Regions from separate parts of the Mus musculus genome. Here regions 2, 3 and 4 are each linked to region 1. A link is a contact called in public HiChIP or PLAC-seq and promoter capture Hi-C data. All regions are on one chromosome and are shown on one strand. The core of a region is the stretch at or near the end of the contact, and the rest is flanking DNA. Distances in the headings are between cores, read along the strand shown. Region 1 holds the start of Ctps2 (cytidine 5'-triphosphate synthase 2). Region 2 has its middle 29 kb from the start of Ap1s2. Region 3 holds the start of Rnf138rt1 (ring finger protein 138, retrogene 1). Region 4 has its middle 38 kb from the start of Rnf138rt1.

Region 1 (2,786 bases), core at 111-2,610:
GAGAGAGACAGAGACAGAGAGACAGAGAGAGAGACAGAGACAGAGAATGGATGCAACAATTGTGAGCTATATGTTACAGCTTTGTACTAAGCTTGGAGTGGGGGGTTTCAAATTAAAACACATCTCTGTTCCAACTTGCCACACATGCATTTCCACTCCACTGTGCAGGCCTACACCAAGAGACACCTTTCTAACGATGCTCATTTTAAAAGTAATATAAATCGAACACAAAGAAGTACTTACAGGATAAGCCCGATTTATGTCCGATTTATGACGTGATGAGCAAAACTAAGCCAAGACAGTGATCATCAAAACAGTGCAAGGGGGCGGAGTAGGGAAATGAACTGTCTAGAAGAAAAAGAGCACCAAGGACCTCTGTAGGTTGGTGAAAACGGTCTAAATCTAGTCAAACCCCACAGACCTGATGTGAAATGGCACATTTCAAGAGCATAAAGTACACATCAATTGTTTTGAAGACGTCATCCGCCTCCCCCAGGTGGTAGAGTTTAGCATGCCAGCTAGAAGGGTTGTTGTTTAACCTGTACGCTGGTGCAGAAAGCCTACTCAAAACCGTCCCCGCGGAGCTCGCCCCACTGTCTCGTGGTTTCACTTCCGCCAACGCCATCTCGGGGCTCCACAAAGCAGAGAAAAATAGGGCTTGGGGTGTGAAATCCAGCGCGGAGAGGCACACCCCAGGGACGCGCCGATTTGGAGCCCGGGTCACTAGCTACCTCCAGGAGACAGGCTCTGACTGAGCACCCGGCACTAGTGGGTGTTGTCCTTACCCCACCCCCACCCTGTCCCCAAGGCCCATTGGATCGCCTAGGTTTTCGAACACTATGTGGGAGATGCGAATGGCTGTGGGCTGGGCGTGGGCACCAGCTATAAGGGGACAAAACTGCCCAGGCCCCAAATGTGCTGCGGGCAAGGCCGAAATGGTCCCGGGGGACAAATGGTGTTCTAGGCACCGAGGCCGGAGGGGAAGAGGCCCAGGAGGGGTGTTACCTGTGCAGTGGCGAGGGCGCCCTGGAGGGTGGCTCACGCGGCTCCACCCAGCGGCCAGCCTGGCCTGGCGCTCACCTGTCCTACGGGTGCAGGGACCGCATCTAGGGCTCTCTGGTCACCACTCGATCCTGCCTGCCCCCAGGGACTGAGGAGCCCTCCTCACCCACCTTCCCCTCGCAGTCCGGCAGCCGGCCCAGCTGACTCACGCTGGTTGTGAAATTGCGAGTGCTGCAGCGTTGGGTTCCAGGGACAGTACAAAACAAGCGCCTAAAAAGTGTTTCCTATAGCACAGGCAGCTCCCATCACCCTCTGCTCTAGACGTCCTTGGCCCCAGGCCACAGTATGGGCCGGCCCCTCCCTCCCCCCTTTCCCCCTCCCTACCCCCTTCCTCCTCCCCTCCCTCCTGTGGTTAGCTAGCTTCAGGCCAGCCCCTGAAGGCTCCAGGACTGCTCTGAACCCCCACCCCCACCCCACGACTAGCCTAGCCCCTTGCTTGGATTCTCCCGCCAACTTCACTCACCATAAATGTTTGACCATCTGCTACAGTGCAGCCCAGCGGTCCACCACCGCAAAAGGTGGGAAAGGAGGAAAACAAAGCAGAATTCTTGCCTAGGAGCTCACTGCCCATCTACATGTTCATTGGTAAATGAACTTCATTAGCCCAAAGTTAGGAAGAGAGGAGGAGCAGAGCTAAGTAGGAGAGAAGGCTTCCAAAGCGACTTTGGGGGAGTGTTTAAAAGATAAGTGTGGCAAAGGACACCCAAGGCTGTTTCAGGTGTAGGAAAGGAGGAAAAACAACTGAAAAATAAAAGATCTAACTGGACACAGGTTTGAAGGGAGCAGACGTTTTAGAAAAGCCGCGAATTTATTTTATTTTATTTTATTTTATTTTATTTTATTTGGTTTTTAAGACAGGCTAGGACTGGAGATGTAGCTCATTTGGTAGAGTGCTTGCCTAGCAAATACAAGAAAGATCACACTGTATCTTAATACACTACATCAAACGCATGGTAGTACATAACTGTATTGCAGCGACGGAACATGGAAACAAAAGGAAACAGAAGTTCCAGATCCCCCTTGAATACTTAGTAAATTCCAGGCCAGTCTGGGTTATGTGAGACCTCAGCAACAGTAAGAGGTGCATTGTGTCACTGGCTCTCCTGGAGATCTGTATGCAGACCAGGCTCGTCTCAAACTTAGAATAATCTCCTGCCCTTGCCTCCCAAATGACCATGAGATTTTTGAGTAACAAGGATAAAACAGGACTCAAAACTTAGACAAACGTTACTGAAGACCTCGTGGAGTTTAGAAACACAACTACGAACGAAAAGCCAGTTGTAATCTATATAAATCTAGATCTCTAACAAAACCAGTTTTATGAATTGTGTCAAGTAGGGCAAAGTGGGAGCCTCTTTAGAATGTAAATGTAGTAGAGGGCCAAAGGTCTAATCCTGGAGGTCAGAGACTGAAATCCACCAGAGCCTATTGGACAGCAGGAAAACGGGAAAGAGAGGGATTGAAGAAGGCAAAAGCCCCAGCAAGTTTAGCAGCAGAGGGTATGATATTGGAAGGCAAGATTTCAAAGGAAAGCCAGGCTTGGTGGCTCACATCAGTCATCCCAGCACTTGGGACTCAGAGAAAGGCAAGTTCCAGGATATTATACCTTCTTCTGGTCCCTTCAGGTACCAGGCATGAATGTTATGCATTAACATACATGGAGGCAAAACACCCACACACATAAAATCAAATAAGTATTGCCACTCTGTTCACCATATGGAAAC
Region 2 (2,786 bases), core at 204-2,703, 980 kb before region 1:
TCTTCTACTGTGGGATTATCCATTCCATTAGGGATTTGAACTCAGACAGAGCTGTACGTTTTTGCTCATTCTTATTCTCAAAATAATAATATCCCATCTTTGAGCCAATTTTATTTCAAATTCTTTCTAGCTAAGACTGCTATAAGCTATAATACCTAGCAAAGAAATAGCAAAGTATATTGCTTTTTTTTTTTCATGCAACCCTGGTGATCTTCCCCTTTCGATTTCATTTTTATTTAAATTGTAACAGGACAGGAAAAAATATTGAATTTCTCTGTCATTCCTAGCCTGTGATCCATATTAAATTGTTTTTGTTCCCCACTCAGTGAAAAATGTTTCCATGACACACATTTTTTTAACCCAGAATTTTACATAATGAAGCATGGATTCATGATAGAACTTGAAGAAAAGAAAAGAATAGCCCTGACGTTGTTACAATAACTGCTTGCATATCCGCTGTATAAACAACAGAATTATTTCTAATGTTTCCTCTAGTAGGTCATTTTTCCTTGGGAGGAGCCCACTAGCAGCAAAGTATATGCATTTGGGGAAAAATTAATCTATGTTTGTCTTCATTATGATAACAACATACATTTCTCTCAAGAATTTCAAGCCCATGGCATCCATTCTAAAACACTCTTGTGGCCGAGCTAGACAACATCTTCCTCCTTTTGTGATTAGAATGAAAGCATTGGGGAAGGCTATTTATGCACCAATTAGTGTCTTCCTTGTCTTGATGCTTATTTAGAGCTGAGGTCAAAATGAGCCACTCAGAGGCTGTTTTAGTTTGGGACTAAAGCAGAGATCTGCAGTGTGGGAATCAGAAACCGAGATCGGAAAGCTTTGAGTTAACTGTGGAGGCGATCCAGGGAAGCCTGAGGGACAGAGGGAACACAACACGTTATACAAGCCCAGGGGAAGTCACTAAAAAGGATGAGTTACCGAGGAAATAATCAGTGAGTGAACTAAGCTAAGCTTCCAAACAGTCTCACTGAGAACAAGAAAGCTGAGATGCTTAGCCATAGACTTTTTGGTTGGTCTCTCACTGGTTAAGGGCTGCCCCTGGAGGTGATAAATCTGAGGCATTTCCTGGACAGCCTGGGCACAAGATGGGCAGCTCTAAAGGTGCTTTAAGGAAGCCACAGGCAGACAAGCAGAGAGACACTGGCAGTTGCCCCAGGGAAGAGCTGTCTGCATGTGCCAGACAGTCTTCTTTAGTCACCACAGATGACCCTGGAATGGGTCAAGACGTGGGGAAGGAAATTTTCGGTGTGTGCCAAGTTGGCCAGGACATGCAGCTTCATTAGCAGAGCTAAGGTCTGATCCCTGGAGGAGATCAGTATTGTCCGTCCTGGCTCAGGCCTATCATAAACACTTCAGATGAGTGAAGCATCCTAGGTGAAATTACCCAGCGTTTCCTTTAACACTGTGGACCGGTGCCTCTAGAGCTATTTTTAGATACAGCCTCTGCTGTTTCATGCTGTGGTTTGAGAGGAAGCACATACTAGCATAATTTGTTCTAACTCTGGGTTTTCATTTGAAACATCTGAAAGGCTTTGAAGGAAAATACAGATGCTCAGGCACCACCCACTCAAAATAGAATAGCTATACTCACCAACAAATGAACGGATGGAAAAAATGCAGATATGCATGCAAGGACATCTTATTCAGCTGGGGAGTGCTTGTTATTTGGAGGAAAATGGGTGTGACCAGAGATCATCACGTTAAGTGAAATAAACCAGACTCAGAAGGACAAACATCTGTTTTCTCTCATCTGTCGACTTTTGAGTGAAATAGGAATGGAAGGAGAGCATGAAAGTAAAAGGAGCTACTATGAGGTGAAATGAATGGGGAGAGCGAGAATAAAGGGGAGCAAACACAAACTATTGCATGCTGTCTTTCACGTGCAGAATACAGATTTAAATATACACATGTGTGTGCGACATAGAAGCAGAAGGGGACCATGGATAGGAGCAGAAGGGATGAGATGGGGCTGTAGGTGAACTGAGTAAGAGCAAGGTATGATGATACGTATATAGGAACATGTCATTGTTTGTTTGTTTGTTTGTTTGTTTGTTTGTTTTTTAAATAGATTCAAACTGTGTACCCCTGGCCTGGAACATGCTATGTAGACCAGGCTGACCTGGAACTCACAGAGATCTGTCTGTCTTTTGCCTCAAGGCTTCTCCACCAAAATGTCATTTTTAAGCAATAAAAAAATAGGACTTCTAAGATAGAAGTCAAGTATGTATGTGTTTGTATGTGTGTCCATGCATGTCTAACTCTCCCGATGATTCTGATGTGTAGCCAAACTTGACGCTGTCAGGTAATGAAGGACATAACTCTGGAAAACTGGGTTCCCACAGGCTGGATATAGGTTTCTGGGACTTCACTGATTCAGTCTCTCTACAGCTTTCTTTGAGTACTGCTCCCTCCGTAGAGCTCAGTTTCCCCATTAGGGAAACAGGGATACCATCTCTATGTCACCAACTTCTTTGAGGAAAATGTCTGCTCTCAAGGCAGGCACATAATTGGTGCCTGTTCACTGTCAGCTTTCACATTCCCCAGCCCTGAGCAACTTGCTCTGAAAAGTGCCAGCAAAGTGCCAGTGCATGCCCATATTCTGGCAAATGAAACTGGAATTCTCACATGTAGGTGGAGAGGGTGGTGGTGCAAGGACAAAAGGATCGTTGCAGTGTCAGAAGTAAATGTGAAGGAACGTAAGAGGGCCTGAGAATGGAAGTAAGAAAACTACTAATTGACTACAAAGCCATAGTGCAAAGGCA
Region 3 (2,786 bases), core at 213-2,712, 860 kb before region 1:
CTCATATTTCCTAACAAGGCTTGTGATTTTGAAAGAAAGAGTAATGGGAACCTGAAGTCTGGAAGGATGCACCATCGATACTGGGAGGATTCAGTCTCCATGGTGGAAATCCATATGTATGTCATAAATCCATAGACGCCTGGAATACAGTTTAGAAATATTATGGGCCAATTATTTTAGACATCCTACAGGAAGTGGGTAAGTTGTGAAATCTATGTACAGCACACTGGGTAGCTGGTTAATAAGACACTGTTTGCTAGGAAACAGTTCCATGGAGAACACGTTTGGGATACCATCTCACTTGATATTTTCAGAAGTCTATGAACAATTTCAATTGCAGCCCACGGTGCCATTTTACAGATGAGCAATCAGAGGCTCTTGGTGTGCCTTTTGTATTTCAACACTTCTCCCCCCCCCCCGTGTGTGTGTTTGTGTTCACCTTTTGGATTTAGCATACCTGAGCACCCTCAGGGGAGTGCCCAGGGAAGGACAGGCAGCAATGATGAAGGTAAAAGCTACATTTTTAGCTAAGTCTTGGGTGAGAATTTTTTAAGTGAATAAAAATAAAGTCTCTCGAAGATATGCACTATCACTGTCAGTGGCTCTGGGTGACAAGGGACACTGAGTAGAAACTCAGAAGTGCATGGTGATGGCGAAGGGTCAGGCTCTTGCTCTTGTCGGAACATCTAGGACATCACTAATTTGTTGGGTGATATGAGAGAAAATATTTCATCTGCCTGGACCTCAGAGTAGATAATTTCTCAAGCTCATATACAGTTAACATCACACAATTTCTTGCTTGGCTTTGTAGAACAGATGGGAAAAATCCTAAAGCAGGGGTCTGGTAAGAGGTCAGCTATTTAGCTTGTAGATTTCTGCTTTGGATCTATGGGCCTCACCTGTCTAGTTTAAGGACTGAGAGGTTTCTCAGTTCTCATTAATGAAAGGAGAGGACTGACAAGCTGAATTAGTGAATTTTAGGAATTTTAAATGATGCACGCTGAAGAGTAAAGAAACGTGGTATATACAGGAGAGCCAATATACTGTTACACACAGTAGCCTGATAGCAGTGGTCCACATAGAATGATCACTTAGGTACCTGGAGGACTTTATGAAGACGTAGGGATTAAATCCAGCGGCTTGCGCTTGCAATCGAATCACCAAGCTGTGCTGGCGGATCTCTTTGTACTCTTCCCAGACAGGGGCTCCCTAAATCTCTCAGTCTGGGTTTGAACTCGCGATCATACTGCCTCAGCACCCCTTAATGGCTAGGATTACAAGCCTGCGCCACTAGGCCCAGCTGGATTTAAAAACAAAAACAGAAAACAAACAAACAAAAAAAAACTTGGTAAAGTAAGCGGACCTGGCAGCTTACGTCACAACCAGCTGAAGGCGCGACGCGCTGGTTGCTATGGAGGCCGTCCTATTGACCCCGCCTCCGGCTCTCCTGTGGCTATCCACTCTGCAGTGACCAACCAGCCTGGCAGGCAGCAGTTACCTCTCAACTGATGGCTGAATAGGAGGTATCTCCATCACCATGAGCTTCGGGTCTGGCGGGTTCTGAGGCTCATAAGAACAGAGCATCACCCGTCATTCGCTGGAGATCCAGTGGTCTGAAGCTCACTCAACTGCTGGACAGAAAGGCGCTGAAATCGGACTGCAGCAGGGGACCACCTGTCTGCGGATCTGCCGCGGAGAGAGCTTGACCCAAAGCGCTGCTTGGAGAGGATCCGGAGGGGAGCTCTGAGCCGCCACCGCCACCTTGGCAGCCGCGAGCCGCCATCGCCTTGGGCTTCTACCGGTCGCCACTATGGCCGAGGAAGAATCTGCCTCCACCACGTCTTATACTGAAGATGATTTCTACTGTCCGATATGCCAAGAAGTCTTCAAAACGCCAGTTCGGGTCGCGGCCTGTAAGCATGTTTTCTGCAGAAAATGTTTCCTGAGTGCAATGAAGGAGAGCCGGCTCCACTGCCCCCTGTGCCGTGGAAATGTGACTAGAAGAGAAAGAGCTTGTCCAGTGAGGGCTGTAGACCTCGAAACCATCATGAGACATTTTCCTGGTAATTGCCGATGCTGTTCCCAGCGCGTTGAACTCTATCGTATGAGGCAGCACTACAAAACTTGCGAAAAGTACCAGGATGAATTTGGAGTTTCTACATCTGTTTCAAGCTTCCAACAGTCTCCAAACTCCGTGGGCAACAGTAACAACGAGGCACCGGCCTCAGCGAATGCTGAGGTTTTACAAGAAGAGGAAGAGAACGCAAGCCCACCTGATGAGCCCACCTTCGATTGTCCTCTGTGTGAAGAAGTAACCATGAGCAGGCAACGTTTGCTGGATCATTGCAACAGCAGCCACCGAGGTCGTGTCGTTTCAGTCACTTGCCCAATTTGCCTATCTCTTCCATGGGGCGACCCGCCTCAACTCACCAGAAATTTTGTTAGTCACCTTAATCAGAGGCATCAGTTTGATTACGGAGATTTCGTGAATCTTCAGCTGGATGAGGAAACCCAATTTCAGATCGCCATTGAAGAGTCCTTCCACGTCAACATCTAGAGGGACTGTACTCATTTCTACAATTGTTCCTAAGGGACAATTTACATTAAAACATCCCTTCAATAACTTGATGTTTTAAATAAAAGTGATCAGTCTGACCTTTTAGTTTTTCTTTCATTACAAATCGAAATTATGTTAAAACTTAGTCCCTTGGACAAGAGGATCAGGGAGGGGGAAGGAAGAGGACAGAAGAGGAGTGGGGAGGGATGGGAGAGAAGAAAAGAGGGTG
Region 4 (2,786 bases), core at 162-2,661, 820 kb before region 1:
GGGGGGAGATTCCATAGGGAAGGCATCTCTGTTTGAGATCTTTGTGAGTAGGTACATGTGGATGTAAATGCTGAGGTGTTGGAAGGCATAAGAACTATCTAAAATTAACTTTCAAAGACGATTTATTTCACTTGTGTGTGTGTGTGTGTGTGTGTGTGTGTGTGTGTGTGTGTGTGTGTGTCTATAACACGTTTACAGGGACCCAAGGAATCCAGAAAAGTGTGCCCAATTCCTTGGAACTAGCGTTACAGGTGGCTAGAAACTGCCTGACATGACGGCTGGGAATCAAATCCCAGTCCTTTGCAACAGCAACAAGGACTCTTAGCTGCTGAGCCTATCTCCCAGCATCTATCTTAATGTGCTTCTGATTATTATTCCCTTTGTCTGTTGGGAGAGAGCAGAGGGATTTCTGGCATTCTGTTCTACATGCAGCAGTGTTTCACAGAACCAGTGGACAAACAGGTGGTTTCATTCCCATGAGATTCAAATGTGCCCAACATTCCAATTTAGCCAGCCCACAAAGGCCATTTCTCATGAGCTTGCTTCACCTCTGGAGAAAACCCTGTCTACCACCTTTCCTCAGTTCATTTCTACCCATAAAATAATCCTTTTGTGACTGTTTCTCCTGAAAAGCAACTCTTAGTGCCTGAGATAGAAGAAATGAAAAAGAACGATGGAGGTAAAATTTGAGAGACTTCCCCCTCTGGGCCCTTGAAAGGAAAGCTGTTTTAGTGAGGCTTTCAAATGATGAAAAATTTGATAGCTAATTTGGACAAAACAGGAAATCAGGTGCCCCCCCCCCCCCCAGGGAGTGAGTCATGAAATGCACTTGTGTTTCAAAGCCTCCAGTGCAGTTTGAGAATGAGCACAGAGCAGGGCTTCACATGTCCTGCTTGGCAAGTTCTCAGTGTCTGTCTCAGGATCCAAGTACATTTGCTAACCTCTAAATCCCTCAGAGGCACATGCAGTGGTGTCCCAAGAGCATAGTAAGGAAAACACTGGGTCTGGTCCTGATTTCCATTCTGAAAAACCTGGCCTTGGTGTCTGGGAGAAGCAGCAGATTCATAGACCAGAATCTATTTATATCCCCAAATATTCAATGTTTGTGCTTCACCCTAAAAGGCAATGTGAATTACACCGGAAAGTCGTGTGCTGAAAAAAAAATATGGATCTAATCAATCCAGCATCGCTCAGGAAAACAAAGCCGTTATTAGGCTAAGGCTGTTCATTTTCCCGGTCAAGACCTGGAGGCGTGGCAATTTAAAGTTTTAGCTCTGCAACAAGCAACCCTTTCGCCTTGGAAACCTTTCTCCCTCTCTTCTGTTGCTAGGTCCTCCAGCTCTGTTCAAGCACTGTGCTTAATAGCTTTTGCGAGGAAGTGACATTCAGAGTTCCCTCTATCTGTCAGCATAATACCAAGGTTTGAAAAATCGCATGTTATGTTAGTGAGGCTCTCTCCTTCCCTGAAGTCTGAGCCTCCCTACAACCTGCTTCCCAGCCTGAAAATACATTCAAAGAACAATTTAAAAACGACTCTAACATTCGGCCAATTATTTCTGGGTTAACAGTATTAATTTTTCCATGTTGAAAATAGCTGCTTTAATTGGTAAAATATAACATAAAATGTATCTGTGAATAAAGGTGCTTTTTCATTGTGTGTCCTTTTCTCAAAGCTTTCCCTTCCCAGCTGGTTACTAGGGGTGACAGAGGATAATGATTTGAATGCATTGTTCTGCGTTCTCTCTTTCTTTCATGTGCTTGTCAAGCAGCAGCTGCTTAACAAATAACTGTTAAACGTTGCGATGAATTACAGAGTGCCTAAAGCAGACCTGCCTGGTTTATATTGTGCTCCAGGTCAATATACAAGCTTTGTACTCATTGGAAGAAAAACAAAATCTTTTTTAAGTATCTCAGAGGGGGGTATCAACATTGTTATACATATAGTTTTAATTTAATGATTTGCTTTATTATGAAAAAATGCTAAAACAGCAAAATTGAAAATATCACCTAGATTCTTAGACACACACACATATATAAAATTAATTATTTGAGAACGTCATACATGCATACAATGTATTTCCTTTAAGGTTCATTCCTCCTCATTCCTGCACTCCTCTTCACGTCCTTTCTTTCTTTCTTTTTTTAAACTCACGGAGCCCAATCAATGTTGCCCATATACTTCAGAGTGTAGGGCCATTTACTGGAGTATGGTTGATCTATCAGGGTCCACACCCTTAAACAATGTCAACCATCCCTTCCTCAAAAGCTACATTTAGCATGCCAACATTTAACAATTATTGGTTATGCAGCTGCTTCTTGACAAGCACATTGTCAGCTGTCAGCATCTCCTCAGCTAGGGTTGGGGGCTCGTGAGTCTCACATCACTCCATGGTGGAATGCTAATTGGCCAATCACTTATATTTTAACATGCCTATTCACTTATGTTTCTTATCTAGTTTCTTATTTATGGACACCTGGAATGTTCTCGTTTTAACTATTAAAGCAATTTTTAACTTTTGGGTATGTTTGTTCAATAGCTGTATATTATTTCTCTTGAGTAGTATCTAGGAGAAATTACGGGATCGTAGGCTCATTATACATTTAGTTTAACAAAAAACCAGCCGACTTTTGCTGGCGATGGTGAACAATCTTACAATAACAACAATGTATGAATTCTAATCATCCAATTCTTTAAAAATTTTGGTTTTTAAAATTTTCATATATGTGTACTATATTTACATTAATCCTCCTCTTTCCTTCAACTCCTCCCATGCCTCCTCTCAAAT

The links. Promoter capture Hi-C pulls out the DNA fragments that hold promoters and counts their contacts. HiChIP or PLAC-seq counts read pairs in DNA pulled down with a chosen protein or histone mark.
Region 2: a contact with region 1 is called in an H3K27ac HiChIP or PLAC-seq map of large pre-B cells, with 5 times the contacts expected there. The contact joins the enhancer-like site here to the promoter of Ctps2 in region 1. A contact is called at or near these places in 4 of 39 promoter capture datasets (the C10 cell line, cranial neural crest, frontonasal cranial neural crest and 1 more) and 5 of 115 datasets of contacts at active chromatin or transcription factors (T-cell acute lymphoblastic leukemia, double positive thymocytes, embryonic stem cells and 1 more).
Region 3: a promoter capture Hi-C map of hippocampal neurons shows a contact between it and region 1, with 4 times the contacts expected there. The contact joins the promoter of Rnf138rt1 here to the promoter of Ctps2 in region 1. A contact is called at or near these places in 3 of 39 promoter capture datasets (the 3T3-L1 cell line, cranial neural crest and hippocampal neurons) and 3 of 115 datasets of contacts at active chromatin or transcription factors (embryonic hindbrain, large pre-B cells and stem cell-derived neural progenitor cells).
Region 4: a contact with region 1 is called in a promoter capture Hi-C map of hippocampal neurons, with 3 times the contacts expected there. The contact joins the enhancer-like site here to the promoter of Ctps2 in region 1. A contact is called at or near these places in 3 of 39 promoter capture datasets (the 3T3-L1 cell line, the C10 cell line and hippocampal neurons) and 2 of 115 datasets of contacts at active chromatin or transcription factors (the NIH/3T3 cell line and astrocytes).

The regions. Positions count from the first base shown.
Region 1 is chrX:162,900,134-162,902,919 of GRCm38.p6, reverse strand. Ctps2 (cytidine 5'-triphosphate synthase 2) reads right to left here and starts at 1,360. Exons shown (of 19, transcript NM_001168568.1): 1 at 1,173-1,360.
Region 2 is chrX:163,878,223-163,881,008 of GRCm38.p6, reverse strand. No RefSeq gene overlaps it. Among named protein-coding and RNA genes, the nearest start is that of Ap1s2, 29 kb to the left of the region's middle. Within about 2 kb of position 1,453, at least 69 of the 459 cell types and tissues checked have an H3K27ac peak or open chromatin away from gene starts, as enhancers often do.
Region 3 is chrX:163,760,008-163,762,793 of GRCm38.p6, reverse strand. It overlaps Rnf138rt1 (ring finger protein 138, retrogene 1), which reads left to right and starts at 1,462. Exons shown (of 1, transcript NM_028842.3): 1 at 1,462-2,655. The coding sequence starts at 1,811. The coding sequence ends at 2,557.
Region 4 is chrX:163,721,961-163,724,746 of GRCm38.p6, reverse strand. No RefSeq gene overlaps it. Among named protein-coding and RNA genes, the nearest start is that of Rnf138rt1, 38 kb to the left of the region's middle. Within about 2 kb of position 1,411, at least 31 of the 459 cell types and tissues checked have an H3K27ac peak or open chromatin away from gene starts, as enhancers often do. A contact at or near this core is called in hippocampal neurons, where this site is marked.